Regions from separate parts of the Gossypium arboreum genome. Here region 1 is linked to region 2. The links are chromatin contacts, called in public Hi-C maps. All regions are on one chromosome and are shown on one strand. The core of a region is the stretch at or near the end of the contact, and the rest is flanking DNA. Distances in the headings are between cores, read along the strand shown. Region 1 holds the start of LOC108489470 (probable histone-arginine methyltransferase 1.3). Region 2 holds the start of LOC108489768 (probable protein phosphatase 2C 40).

What was found. A called contact is a pair of places that touch in the nucleus more often than the background predicts.
Region 1: a Hi-C map of leaf shows a contact between it and region 2, with 2.8 times the contacts expected there. The contact joins the promoter of LOC108489470 here to the promoter of LOC108489768 in region 2. A contact is called at or near these places in 2 of 5 Hi-C or Micro-C datasets (both in leaf).

Annotation. Positions count from the first base shown.
Region 1 is chr10:105,128,912-105,135,640 of ASM2569848v2, forward strand. LOC108489470 (probable histone-arginine methyltransferase 1.3) reads left to right here and starts at 4,877. Exons shown (of 15, transcript XM_017794040.2): 1 at 4,877-5,328; 2 at 5,697-5,759; 3 at 6,142-6,241; 4 at 6,338-6,481; 5 at 6,653-6,729. The coding sequence starts at 5,095.
Region 2 is chr10:104,803,822-104,810,296 of ASM2569848v2, forward strand. It overlaps LOC108489768 (probable protein phosphatase 2C 40), which reads right to left and starts at 3,813. Exons shown (of 4, transcript XM_053020042.1): 1 at 3,443-3,813; 2 at 1,531-2,721; 3 at 905-1,169; 4 at 1-36. The coding sequence starts at 2,715. The coding sequence ends at 5.

The DNA.
Region 1 (6,729 bases), core at 3,627-6,126, 330 kb after region 2:
CAAGCATACACAAGTAATTTGTATCAATAATTCAACCCAATTCACAGCCACTTCATAACAATTTGTACACATATCATGCCATTTCATCTTCAACCATTTCATTACTCAATTCAATACATTTGTACATTCAAACACATACGAACTAGCATGATTCATTCCTCATTACTTACCTATTCAATCATATACCAAAGTACATATCATACTCCTCAATACAACCTATTTCAATATGTGTTTTTACTACCATCAATCACACACAAAGCTTGACTCATAAATCATCTATTAACCATTCATTTATTAAGTCCAAATTCATGCTTCTCATAAGTAAATACTCAACATATACTAAATAGCCAAATGATCATCTTAAGCCATCACCAACCATACCAAATTATGCCATTACACAAGGCAAATTACACATCAAACATAAGTCATTAATAAGCCATATAAAATGGCCAAATACATCACCAAAACCTTTATCAAAAAGACTCAAGCCTATACATGTCATATAACTAAGTCATAAGTGTGTAAATCCCGAAGTCAAAAACCAGATAGTGTGATGCAATCTCCACCGACTTCCAATTCGAGTGAACGTCCAAAACACTATAAAACATAGAAAAATAACACAAAGTAAGCTATAAAGCTTAGTACGCTCGTATGGTAATAAACTCATATTGTTAAATAACTGCATTCAAAACCATTATTCAAAACATGATATAATTCATATGATTGCACCATTCTATCTCGAATTCATGCACATAGTTAATCAAGATTTTCATGAGTTTATTCATTCAAAACACATATGGTTTGAATACTTCTTATCAATTCATTCACATCTTCATATGCATAAGCAATTGTATATATAAACTTTATTCAATTCAATTACCTTCACCTTTTCTTTAGCCAAGTGAATTATGTGAGATATCATCAAATAACGGTATTTCGCATACTATGTGCCATATGTATATTTAGTTAAAACAACTATAACTCATATCTCACATATCATTCAATTCATACCTCATTATAGCCAAATAAACACATTTTTGGCATGGAACATACTTATACATAAATCTTTCTCATTTCATATACATAATACACTAAAAACTTACCAAATTGCCTTCATTTGATTCTCATATAAGTTCTGTACGAACCTATATCACGTAATTCAATTGTACTTTCCTTCTCGTCTTGACTATGCCCATTGAACCATTTGGAATCATTAAGCATACTCGGAAATCACATAAAGCTCATACAATGCCACATCTTAGATATGGTCTTACATGTTATTACATATCGATGCCATTGTCCTAGACAGGGTCTTACACGAAATCATATAACGATGCTAATGTCCCAGACATGGTCTTACACGTAATCACAATACAATGCCAATGTCCCAGACATGGTCTTACATGTAATCACATCTCGGTAATTTTAATGTCATGACATTTGTATCCTATATTATTCCTAGGGTTCGTACGAGACTTTCGGATGTCGTAACTTTGTCGATTTTTGCTCGTATTTACTCGTTCAACATTTGTGACAATTCAATGATAATGAAACATATATAGTTCAATTCAATTCAATAATAAATAAGCATTTATAACACAATTTAAATATGTTTATTAGCATACGAACTTACCCTGTTCGCTATAACGATGAATTAAATCGACTAATTCGATACTTTGTTTCCCCCGTTCTAGATTTGAATCTCATTTTTCTCAATCTATATGATAAAAAAATTTACTCATTTAATCATTAATTCATTCAATTTAACACAATTTACATATTTTGACAAAATTACACTTTTTCCCCTATTATTCCATATTTTTTCAATTTAGTCCTTATCACATAAAATCACAATTTCATGAAATTAAGCACAAACCCAAGCTAGCCGAATTTTACCCAATCATATAACAGCCCATATTTTCACTTTATTAATACTTTTAACCACATAATGTCATAATTTCACAAATTAGTCCACAATTTGCATTTTTACTCAAAATGACTTTGTAAAATATGTAAAACTGTCATCTAACTTTCATATTTCGTCATCAATCATCAAAAATCATGAATATTTTTCAATGGAATCTCAAAAAATCTATAATAATTTCGAAAACGGAGATACGGGCTAACTAGATTAAGCTGCAACGAGCTCAAAAACATAGAAATTATTAAAAACGAGACAAAAACCGCACCTTAATTGACAAAGGAAGCTTGGCCGAATGTTTAGCCCTAAAAATGACTGATTTTTCTTTCTCAAATTCAGCTAAGATGATGAATGAATAGGAAAAATGTGTTTGTTTTATTCTAATTATAACATAATAACTAAATTACAAAATTAACCTTTAACTAACACTAAAAATCTACCTTATACATATCCAAAGTTGTCCACTCATTATAAAAATGGTATATTTACCATGCAAGTACCCATCATTTCATTTCATGAGCTAATTGATTCATTTCACTTTTAGAATTCATCTTTTATGCTTTATGCGATTTAGTCCTTTTTACCGAATTAACCACTCAAACGGTAAAATTTATTTACGAAATTTTCACAAGAACATTCTATCATACTATAAACCTTAATAAAATAATAAAATAAATATTTTGACTTTGGATTGTGGTCACGAAATCACTGTTCCAATTAACCCTAAAAACGGGCTATTACATAGAGCCTATGCCAACTGTACTATAGATAACCTTTTTGGAAGTGTCGGGAGAAGCGTCGTGAAACCAATGGCAACCTTTTTTGCGTCGTATTAGGTCAAAAAAAGTTTCACGGTAGGCTTGTTTTGTTGTAGTGTGACAACGAAAGTGAGCAGTTTAGATGACATTGTATAAAACACAATAAAAATAGGGGACAAGAAATTGTTTATACAGTTTGGTTTTCCTACGTTTGTGAACCCTAGCTCAGTGAGTAAATCCATTATAATTAATCCCAATACAAGAAGTGATTTAAGTCTTATCGTACCCTGGTATAGCAACCTTAGTTTTGCACATAAAGATCCAAATCATTCACCTCTAAGTTCTCTCCTAATTGTAAAACCAAGTAACAAACTTGTTTACACTCTTAAAAAAAATTCCTTACTATACAGATAAGTTCTCTCAACTCTACACCTTTCTAACTTACATAAGCCTTTAATATATAAAAGTTGAAGGCTTGCTAAGATAAAAATCAATTAGAACAATTTTCCACTAAAATAGCCTCATAAAAAGGCTTTACAAATATTCTCATAGAGTTCTTGTAAAATCAAATATCTACAAAATAAGTATTCAAATAAGTCAAGTCAATCTCTACAAAACAAGGGATCTAATTTGCTTGATTTGAATTAATTCAATCTTTAAAGATTTGTTGCTCCATAATATTGGATCTTCAAATATGAGCCAACACACGTTCACAAAATCATTTAAGTTGTTGCCCAATTGATTTGTTGAAAAGATTGCCAAGTTAAAAAATGGTAAGTTATGTTTCCTGTCGCAGTGTCAGTCGTAAGGACCATTTCCGTTGGCACTTCGAGAGCTACTTAAAAAACTTGTTTTAATAATAAAACATCTATCAATGTTCAAAAAGCCTTTCATATTTGGAGCACGAATCCATCTTCACAAAGTAATCTTTAATCCATCTTGATCTGCCCAACTCTCATTAAATCAATTATCATTAATACTACGAAGGATCATAGAATCAACCCATATCTTCTTGGATTGCATATCTTAGTTTATAAGATAAGTAGATCACATAATAATCATTGGAAAGTATTTTGCTTGATCCAATCTCTTCTCCAATAATAAACACAAGATTGACTGCACAAAATCCTCGAAAAGAAGCAAGCAAATAATTAAAATATTTTGATAAAAAACCAACAAATAAAAGCAAGTTATGTGTCTAGTACAATAATAATCATAATGGTAACTTTCGTTAACACATAAACAATAACTTCCAAAATTTACCTCAACAGTTTTTTATCATACAGTTTTTGTTAATAAAAATAGCTAACACTTTTTATTTTTCTTATTTGTTGAATAATAATACAAAGCTAAATTGAGTTACTTATTTTGAGAGGTATTAAATTGTTAATGGAATTGTCCTTATTTTTCACTTTCAAATAGTATAGTCCCATTTATTTTAAAGTGACTAAATTTCTTTTAACCATATACTACATGGATCTTTTGAGTATTTTTCCAAAGTATTATTTTATATCCATTAAATAACCATACATTAGCATAATATGTGTAAATTTATATTTTAGATTTTTTAAATGTAAAATATTATCCACTTATGATATATTTATAAACTTTAAAATTATTGAAATAAAAATATTTTTAGGATAAAAAATCATTTTATGAAATTTTAAAATTCTATTTTGTTTAAATGTTAATTTTTTTAAATGTTGAAAATGAATTAGATAAACTATACAATTGATCATTTAATTTTCATAATTTTTTATTTTCAGTACAAATTTTTTTTACAAAATAGATACTAATATTATATAATATATTCATTTTGATTACTCCTGTTAAAATAGATAACAGAAATCTCCATAGACTCCTATCCATTATCAAGAAAACCAAGTTTCAACTCTCACCCACTCTATAAATTTTTTCCTCACTGAAACAGAGTTACTTTTTTCACTCTACATTTGAAAAATTACTTGGTATGACTTTACTTTTTAATTATTATTAAAAAAATAACATTAAGCATTTAACTAATATACAAATTTACTTAAAAAATTAAATAACAGTAAAAGAATCCACGTCATCACTTTAGTGTGCCATCCATTTGGAAATACTAGTACCAAATTATATCAAATTAGAATAGAGAACTAAATCTCAAACTTCAACATAATTGAGGGACAAAAACCATAATTAGGCCATAAATAAATAAACGGAGTCTGCTCTATCGTCTCTCTAATGAAACAGCTAAAGCTAAATACCCTCGTTCATTCTCTCACCAGGTGGCGGCTTTCTAAAGCTATCTCTCTCGTCTCACCTTTTTTTTTTAATTTTGTGTTCCTTCTTTGATAAAAACCCTAATTTGAAAATGGCGTAGATTTAATAAATATCTCTTTCTCTTTTCTGGCGTTGTTTAATATAATAACAATAATGGACGATTCATCTGGGCTAAAACCCAAAGAATTGGAGTTCACTTTGGCGGCAGTTTCTCAGTTTTCTTCTTCATCGCTTTCTTCGTCTTCGTCTTCGTCTTCGTCTTCGTCTTCGTCTTCTTCTTCTTCGGTGATTGCTCGTTTCAGTGCTGATTCTGGAGTTGCGGAGCTGCGATTTCACCGAGATTCGGAATTTATTGATGGCTTCAATGTCGATATTGGAACCTCGCAGGTAAGATAAAAGAGTGTTGTTTGGTTCTTGAGAAAACAGACATGCGATGCGAAGGTAAATAAAGGGTAACTTTGAGCAGATGTTTGTTTCTTCAAAAAAAAAAAACTCATTTTTCGGGGTTACTTAAGGACTATGTTTTTCCATTGGCATTGAAGAGGTTTCTTTTTTTTTTTTCTTGATTTTCCACTTTGGGTTTGTTTAAAAATTGCTACTTTTTCGTATAATTTGGGTGTTGGGGAAGCATACTGAAATGAGAATCGATTTGGGTAATTAAAGTTAACTACTTTTGAAGCCAAGCTTGTAGTTAATGACAGCTAGAGATAGACATAGTGTAACATGGTTGAGGTTCCTTTTTTTGTTGTTTTCAGCTCTTCAAGCTGGGACCGGTTCAATCGCTTTGTGTTTCAGAGATTTCTGGTGCCAGTAAAGAGGTATCGTCTTTACTTTTGCCTCATACATATATGTATATTCATATGTGTATGTATGTATGCATATGAAAATGTTAGAATAAAGAATACATATGTTTTTCTTTCTCTTCGAACTCGACTTCTTTTCTGCTGTTTTTCGGGTTTGATTACATACAATACCCTTTGTTTTGCCCATGGTAAAATTCTGGTTAGTAGTGACTGGTGGCGACTTCTTTCTGTTTATATCTTGGAATGCTGCAATTTACAGTATACATCCTTCAAAAATATATTTTGGTGAAAATTATAATACTTACTGTTGATAAGTATGAATTTACTTGATGATTTCAAAATTTTTAAACCACTGTTAAATGTTACCTTTTTTTTCACATTATTACTTTTGAATCAGAAATCATATTCACGGGCAGTGACCATCCAGTTTAGAAACGAGGATGAGAGCAGGGACTTCCATTCCGCATTTGAGCAATGGCAGAAGGATGTTATTCAAGGTGCTACTTTGAAAACCTGCTTATGATCTTGCAGAAAATTGACGGCTATATATGCTTTTGTTTGATCAGTATTTTTTTTTTCCCATTTTAAAGCAGGAATTCATTTACCAAATGGGGCCATTGCTGCTTCTAAGAGCAAGTTTGATTATAAAATTGAGCCATCTTCTGCTAAAATGTATTTCCACTATTATGGACAATTGCTACATCAGCAAAATATGTTACAGGATTATGTGAGAACAGGTTATATCACGGAGCTGTCTTTCATTATTCCTTTTGATTTTGTGTTATAAGTTCACTTTGAATTTCTGTGGACAACACTAACAAAGCCCACAGCTTTGAGATAGTATACCACTTTTAATTATAATTCAGGTATTTTAGATGCTGATAATTGATTAACTACTTTTTTTCCAGGAACCTATTATGCTGCTGTTATCGAGAACCGTGTTGATTTTACAGGTCGTGTGGTGGTTGATGTTGGAGCTGGAAGT
Region 2 (6,475 bases), core at 2,563-5,062:
ACCTCTAACGAACCAACAACCCAAAAGCCACGATCCCTGCATACCACCACAGAAAAGAGAACAAAAGAATGTTCTACTGCTCAAATAGCATATTGAATCAACATTTTGGACTATGGAATCAATCAGAGCGGCCAATTGTTGAAGTAACCATAGAGTAGAAATGAAATAGAAATAGAGTAACCATAGAGTAGAAATGGAATAGAAATAGAGAACAAATTGCCATTCAAAGAAGCTTGTAAGAATTGAGTTATTCACATTCAGAAGATGATGGGAGCATCAACAAGCAAGTAATTTACAAAAGAACTGTGTCTAGTAGTTAGCAGATCTTCTGATTATTCATAAGCAATAACTTAGAAGAGGATACTTTAGAACTAGTTCTGAAATGTTAAAAGAAAAATGAAAAGACTCACCTACTTATTCACATCAAACACTCTAATGCATGACTCCAAGTAATACAAAATTTTGTCCCCAACAGAAAATTTATCTGAATTCAAGCTATGTACAATTGAAAATTATAACAAGCTGCAATGCTTTGACATAAAATTCATACACAAGTTGATGCCTTAGAAGTGCGATGATTCGTTCCGAGAATAATCACCATAACAGTAACATCATCATGGTATTTCCTCCTCCTACCAGCTGGAATATTCATCAATTCTTCCTTACTGAAACCTATGATGGTAAAATCCATATCTTCAGAAACTTTGGTGTAATAATAAAACAACTATACTGCCATAGTTACAAACAATGCATTTTGGTTTCATTGTATGGTCTTTTATATGAAACTCATGTTGACAACCATAAGACACATGCGGTGAAAGAAAATTTTGGTCATTGTTCAAATGAAACTAGAAAAAAAGTTTAAATCAGTTATAACCGACAGATATAATTATATATAATTTACCTGCAGAATGCGCTGCTTTTATTACAAGCTGCTCCAAGAGAAATTTTGCAGGATCTCCGTAAGGGTTGCTTGAGATATAATAAAGAACAAGCTTTACGGCCTCATCATTGCTGAAGAAGTCGAATAAACCATCACTACCAATTATAACAAAGTGATCAGATCTTGATATTGTGTGCACATTCAGTGATGGTTCGGTTGAGATATATGGGGGGCTAATGAGGTTATGAACTCGAATAATTCCCATCACTGCATCATTCATTTTTTTCTGCAAGGAATAACAAAAATGATATGCTAATTACGGAAAAGACTGGATCAACAACAATAAGTTGGGCATATAGCAGTTGCCATTGAGCTCACTCATGCTTAAACCACAATATAAACGAGGCAGGTTATGCTCATTTGTTGATACATTAGATGTTATTAAGTCTTGAAGATATAGTTTCGGTGACAGGATGAAGCAAAAGTGGTTTTTCTTCAGATTTTAAATTTATAGATAAAGGCATAAAAGTTGCCATTTCTGGGGCTGAGTAATACTTTGCGACTATGGTGCAGTGAGTCTTCTCAATAGGGAAAATTTAGATAACAAAAAATACAAGAAAATTGCAATGTGAAATTCGAGTACCTACCTTTTTCAAGTAACCTACTCCAAATGCACGAGTGACCTTCAATTTTCCTTTCACTTTTCCACCTACTACGGGCATAGAGTCATCAGGATGCTCATGCAAGAGTCTAGTTCTTTCAACTTCATTATCAACAGTGTGACTATCGGTAAGCTGAATAGCTTTCAACTTTTCAGTCTGACCCATGTCATTGGCATTATCATATGTTGCCAATACAGCTCGACTATCACCTAAATTGAGAGTATACATATCATTTCCATGCAGGAAAACAACCAAAACACAAGATCCTATTGAAACTAAATCAGGGCGGTCCTCCATTTCCTGTTCTACCATGTACAAGAAATCATTCTCGGCTTGACTTAGAGCACGTTGGAGGCTATCAAGCACCCCATGCCTAAATGAATCAGACAACACTTCCACTTTACGATCCGCAGTTTTTTTCATCAAGCTTTCAGCACTTGCATAATTCTTGCCGTCAATCCTAGAAGTGGGTTTTGCCTTATTACCAACCAAACCATCATCATGAAAATATTCAAAACATCCATTTGCAGTGGGGACGTTCTGCTTCGATTCCCTGTCTAGTAAAGTAAAGTAAAATATTATCGTTTCATATAATGTGCCAGCAAGAAAATCAGCAGCATCCCTTCCATTAAAACCATCATAGATTGCACAAAAGAGCCACCCGTTCTCTTCAGAACAGACAGCTTGAACCCTGTCTTCACCAGCTGCTCCACCCGCCATTTGTACTTCCATAGCATTAAGGAAACTGTCAGTTCTAGAAGGAGCACTCATCGGTTTCAGTAAAAATGAGTCAGTTTCAGGTGAATCAAGTGGACTTGGTGAACTGCAACTTAAGTTTGAGATACTGCTTTGCAGCGAAGATGATAATATATCCAACCTTGGAAGAGATGGGGAAGAGGGAACCCTCCGAAATGATTTAGGGGAATCCAAACTAGGAAGAATCTCACCTCCGATCACACCATTACATATATTCGTGTTGGCCAATGTTGCATTGGCACTTAAGGCAGCACCGGACAAGCAAGAAAAACTGCCGGTCCTTGGCATTTCACTTCCTGACCAGATTTCATGCCCATTAGCCGCGCTACAAGGAATACCTCTGGGGCTGTTGCACTGATAGCCAAAACTAACCTTAATTTCTCTTTCAGAATTAATAAAATTTTCTCCTTGCATTATAGGCTGAAAGAGAGCATACGATTCTATTAGCACGATAAGGGCTGGAAATTAATACAAAATTCTGTAATTTCATGATATAAATAACCAAGTAGATGCGCAATATTACATCTCTAACAGTTCAATCCAACATTTTATATGATCAAATCTGATGTAATTCTCAAAAGATAAGAATCAGAAATTAAGTCACCAAAGGGAACACAAAACTTCCATTACAAGAATTAATCATTCCTCTTGTTGCTAATAAACTAGCCTATTATAAATTCTTCTCGTGATAAACAGGACATTACGAATCCTTAAACCACAATACAACGAACTGGATCTGAATCATGACCATAGCATTAAAACCCAATTTCATAAAAGACTAAAGATTATCAAATGCTAATATTAGCTGTTAAACATATAAAAATGCACAATTTTTTGTACTATTCAACACTAAAACAACAAAAAACAGTAACAAGAGTAATAAAAAAAAAGACTACTTAAATCGAAACAACAAGGGATTCCATTATCAAGAAGTCTATCCACAGCAACTCAAACTAGAGTATGAACAATGAACTCTAATCTTAACTAGTTCACTAAAGACAACAAAACAAGATATTAAATCATTGAATTAAACAAAAGGGTAAAAAACAACATGGTATTGAAATGATGATAAAAAACTAAGGTATAGGTACAAAAAAAAAGAAAAGAAAAGAGGAAAGAGATCAAAAAAAGAAAAACCCACCACTGTGCTTGGATCAACAAGGTAAAAGGAAGGCAGAAAAGAAGGTTAAGTAAGGAGTTAGATTGGAATGCAGGGGCGAAAGAAAGTGAAGTTTGGGGGAAGCAAAGAGGCAAGAGATTTGGGTATAGGAGAAGGAGAAAAGAGGAGAACAGAGAGAGATTTAGTGGAGACTGAATCTGAAAGAAGGAGGAGCGTGCAATGCGTTGGTTCAATGGAAAATTGGATGGTTGGGAAAGAAGGGGTTTTGTCTTTCTTTCTTTCTGCTATATTTGGAGGAATTCTTGTTTTTATATATACATTTTCCTTATTTTCCTTTTATCTTTTTTCGTTTTTGGGACTTTTTGTTTGGCTCTGATTTTGTCAGATTCTCTATTACCGGTAGTGCCGTTTTTCAAACTCTTCCCTTTTCAACTCTCTCTCTCTCTCTATATATATATCTCTTTTCTTTTCAAATTAGTAATTTTCAAAATTATTTTAAAACTAATTTTAAACCTTTGTAATGCTAAACTATTAAAAAATTTTATTTAAAATTTATATTTTGGGTTAAATTGTTTAAATTTGGTGAGTTTTTTACATTAGAGATTGATTTTTTTTGTCTAAATTAAATTTTGAAGTTAGCAATTGTTACTAAATTAAGACTTGAACTAAACAAATGTTTCTACTAGGCCTTGAACTTTTTTTTTTGTCCAAGTTAATCAGTGAACTTACATTAGAGCCTAAACTTAGCAATTGTTTCAACATTAGAGCCTAAACTCTAAGGTTTTCAAATACTAGCTTGGACAAAAAAAAGTTCAAACCCTGATATAAAAATAATTGTCAAGTTCAAAGCCTAACTTAAATAAAAAAATGTTCAACCTTCAAGGTGAGAACATTGTCAAATTCAGAACTTAACTTGGATAAAAAAGAGTTTAGACTCCAATATTGAAAAAGTTGCTAAAGTTCAAACTCCCCAAAAGTAATTTAACTCTTTATATTTCAATGTCAACCGTTAAAAATTATAAAAATTATATTTATTTTTAAAATTAATTGCACAAGACATCCCCAAACTATGACTCTCATTCTAAATTGATCCCTTAATTTTAAAACATTTTAATCACATCCCAAACTATAAGGTTAATGAATTAGGTCCTTTTGTTATTAAATTTAACCATTAAATAACATATCAAATATTAAGTAGTTAAATTTAAAATAAAATTTCAAAGAAATACAACATCATTACATAATTTTAAAAGTAAAAACTAAAAAAATGAAATTGAAAAAAAAAGTGAATGATACAGCTTCTTTAAAAGTTTCAAAAGCTAAAAGCTAAGATTTTAAAATATCTATTTTACAATATTCATTATTTCTTTTTTTTTCATTTTAAATTATATCATATAAGATCTAGCATATCATCTACAAGTTAAATTAATGATTTTAATAATAACAATATTTAATTGATATAACATCGATAATTTAAGGATTTAATTAGAATAATTTAAAATTTAAAAATAATTTAAAATGAGAGTCATAATTTAAAATTAACTCTTATTTTAATAAATTTTAAAGGATTATTATCATTTTGTATGTTAATAGGTTCAAATATTTAGGACACTTGGTTGAAATATTACCACATGTTTTATTTTCTTAAAATTTTTTATTGTTTAAAATAAATAAATAATAATTGTATACTAATTTTCGAATCCTTCAAAGTTAGAAATACTGTTAGTTAGTTGACAATTAGGTATTGTAAATAGCCCATTGTTTATATTGACGACTGGAATTTTGTCTCATTGAGAGAGATTGGAGCACACGCATTATTATTATTATACAATATAGGATATATTGGTTGCAATTTGTTAAAGATTGGGACAATTTTTGGATTTTAAAAGAAACGATGAAAGCCAGAATTTATTCAAAGGTTGTAAAGTGCAGAGTCAAAATTAAAAGGTAGTGGTGGTGACTAAGTGAGTGGTGAGCATTCATCATATCTTCAGAGGTTCTCAACAACAGTACAAATGGCTGGTTTGGTTTTTTTTCAACCTCAAAGCAGCAGAATCTTCTAGGACTAAATTCGTAATATTGCGCTTTTGACTTTTCTATACATCTTTCATCAAGTAGAAGTTGCAGTAGAGATTGTTAGAGAGGAGGGCAAGATCCATAAACTTTTTTTGTGCCATCCAATCCACGAAGCACATGGTTAATGCAAATCGAACCACGAAACAACATCCTAATGATAGCAGAAATACCCCATGTCAAACTTAGATTGCCTCGAATCATGTTAATAGCTTTGAACAATGACATTTTGCCACCTCTTGTGCATTGATACCGTCAATAACATCGCCATTGCTATCCCAATGGAGTTCGAGACGCCTACAAATGAAGTGACACAATTAATCTTTTATAGTATTTGTTAGAATCGACCCAATTAAACAACAAGTAAAAAAATAATAAAATAAATTGAAAAATTGAACACACAAATTTAACGTAAAAAAATTCCTCCAAAGAGGATAAAAAACCAAGGACAATGATAATTTTACTATAATGGCAAAAGAACAAATACTACAAAAGATAGAGATAAAAACTAAACCCCGAAAAATCGAAATCAAAGAACCCTCAAAACATAAATACAAAATTCTCTAAATGTGTTATGAGTTCTAATATCTAATGGTGTATTTTCTAAGGTTGTAAAAGAGCCTATTTATAGGCTAAATTCAAATAATAATAAAATATTCTAGATTAATCAGAGTTTGATTGAAATAAATAAACAGAGTTTAACTGAAAAATTATTTCTCAAATTTGACTGAAATAGGAGTCATACTCAACAAATTTCCACCTTGACTCATATTTCCACAATGTCATATTTGCCAAAGCCCGCCACGGGCCTATCTTGAACTATGTAGGGAATTAACTGAGTCGAATCTATGCTTAGAAACTTGAAGACTTCTAGCCTTCGACTTGTACACTACCATATTATAACTAACCCGAGTTTGATTTTCACGAACACAATGCCCTAACTTTTCAAAACCTGCATCCAAAAGAGAACATCTCTTTAAT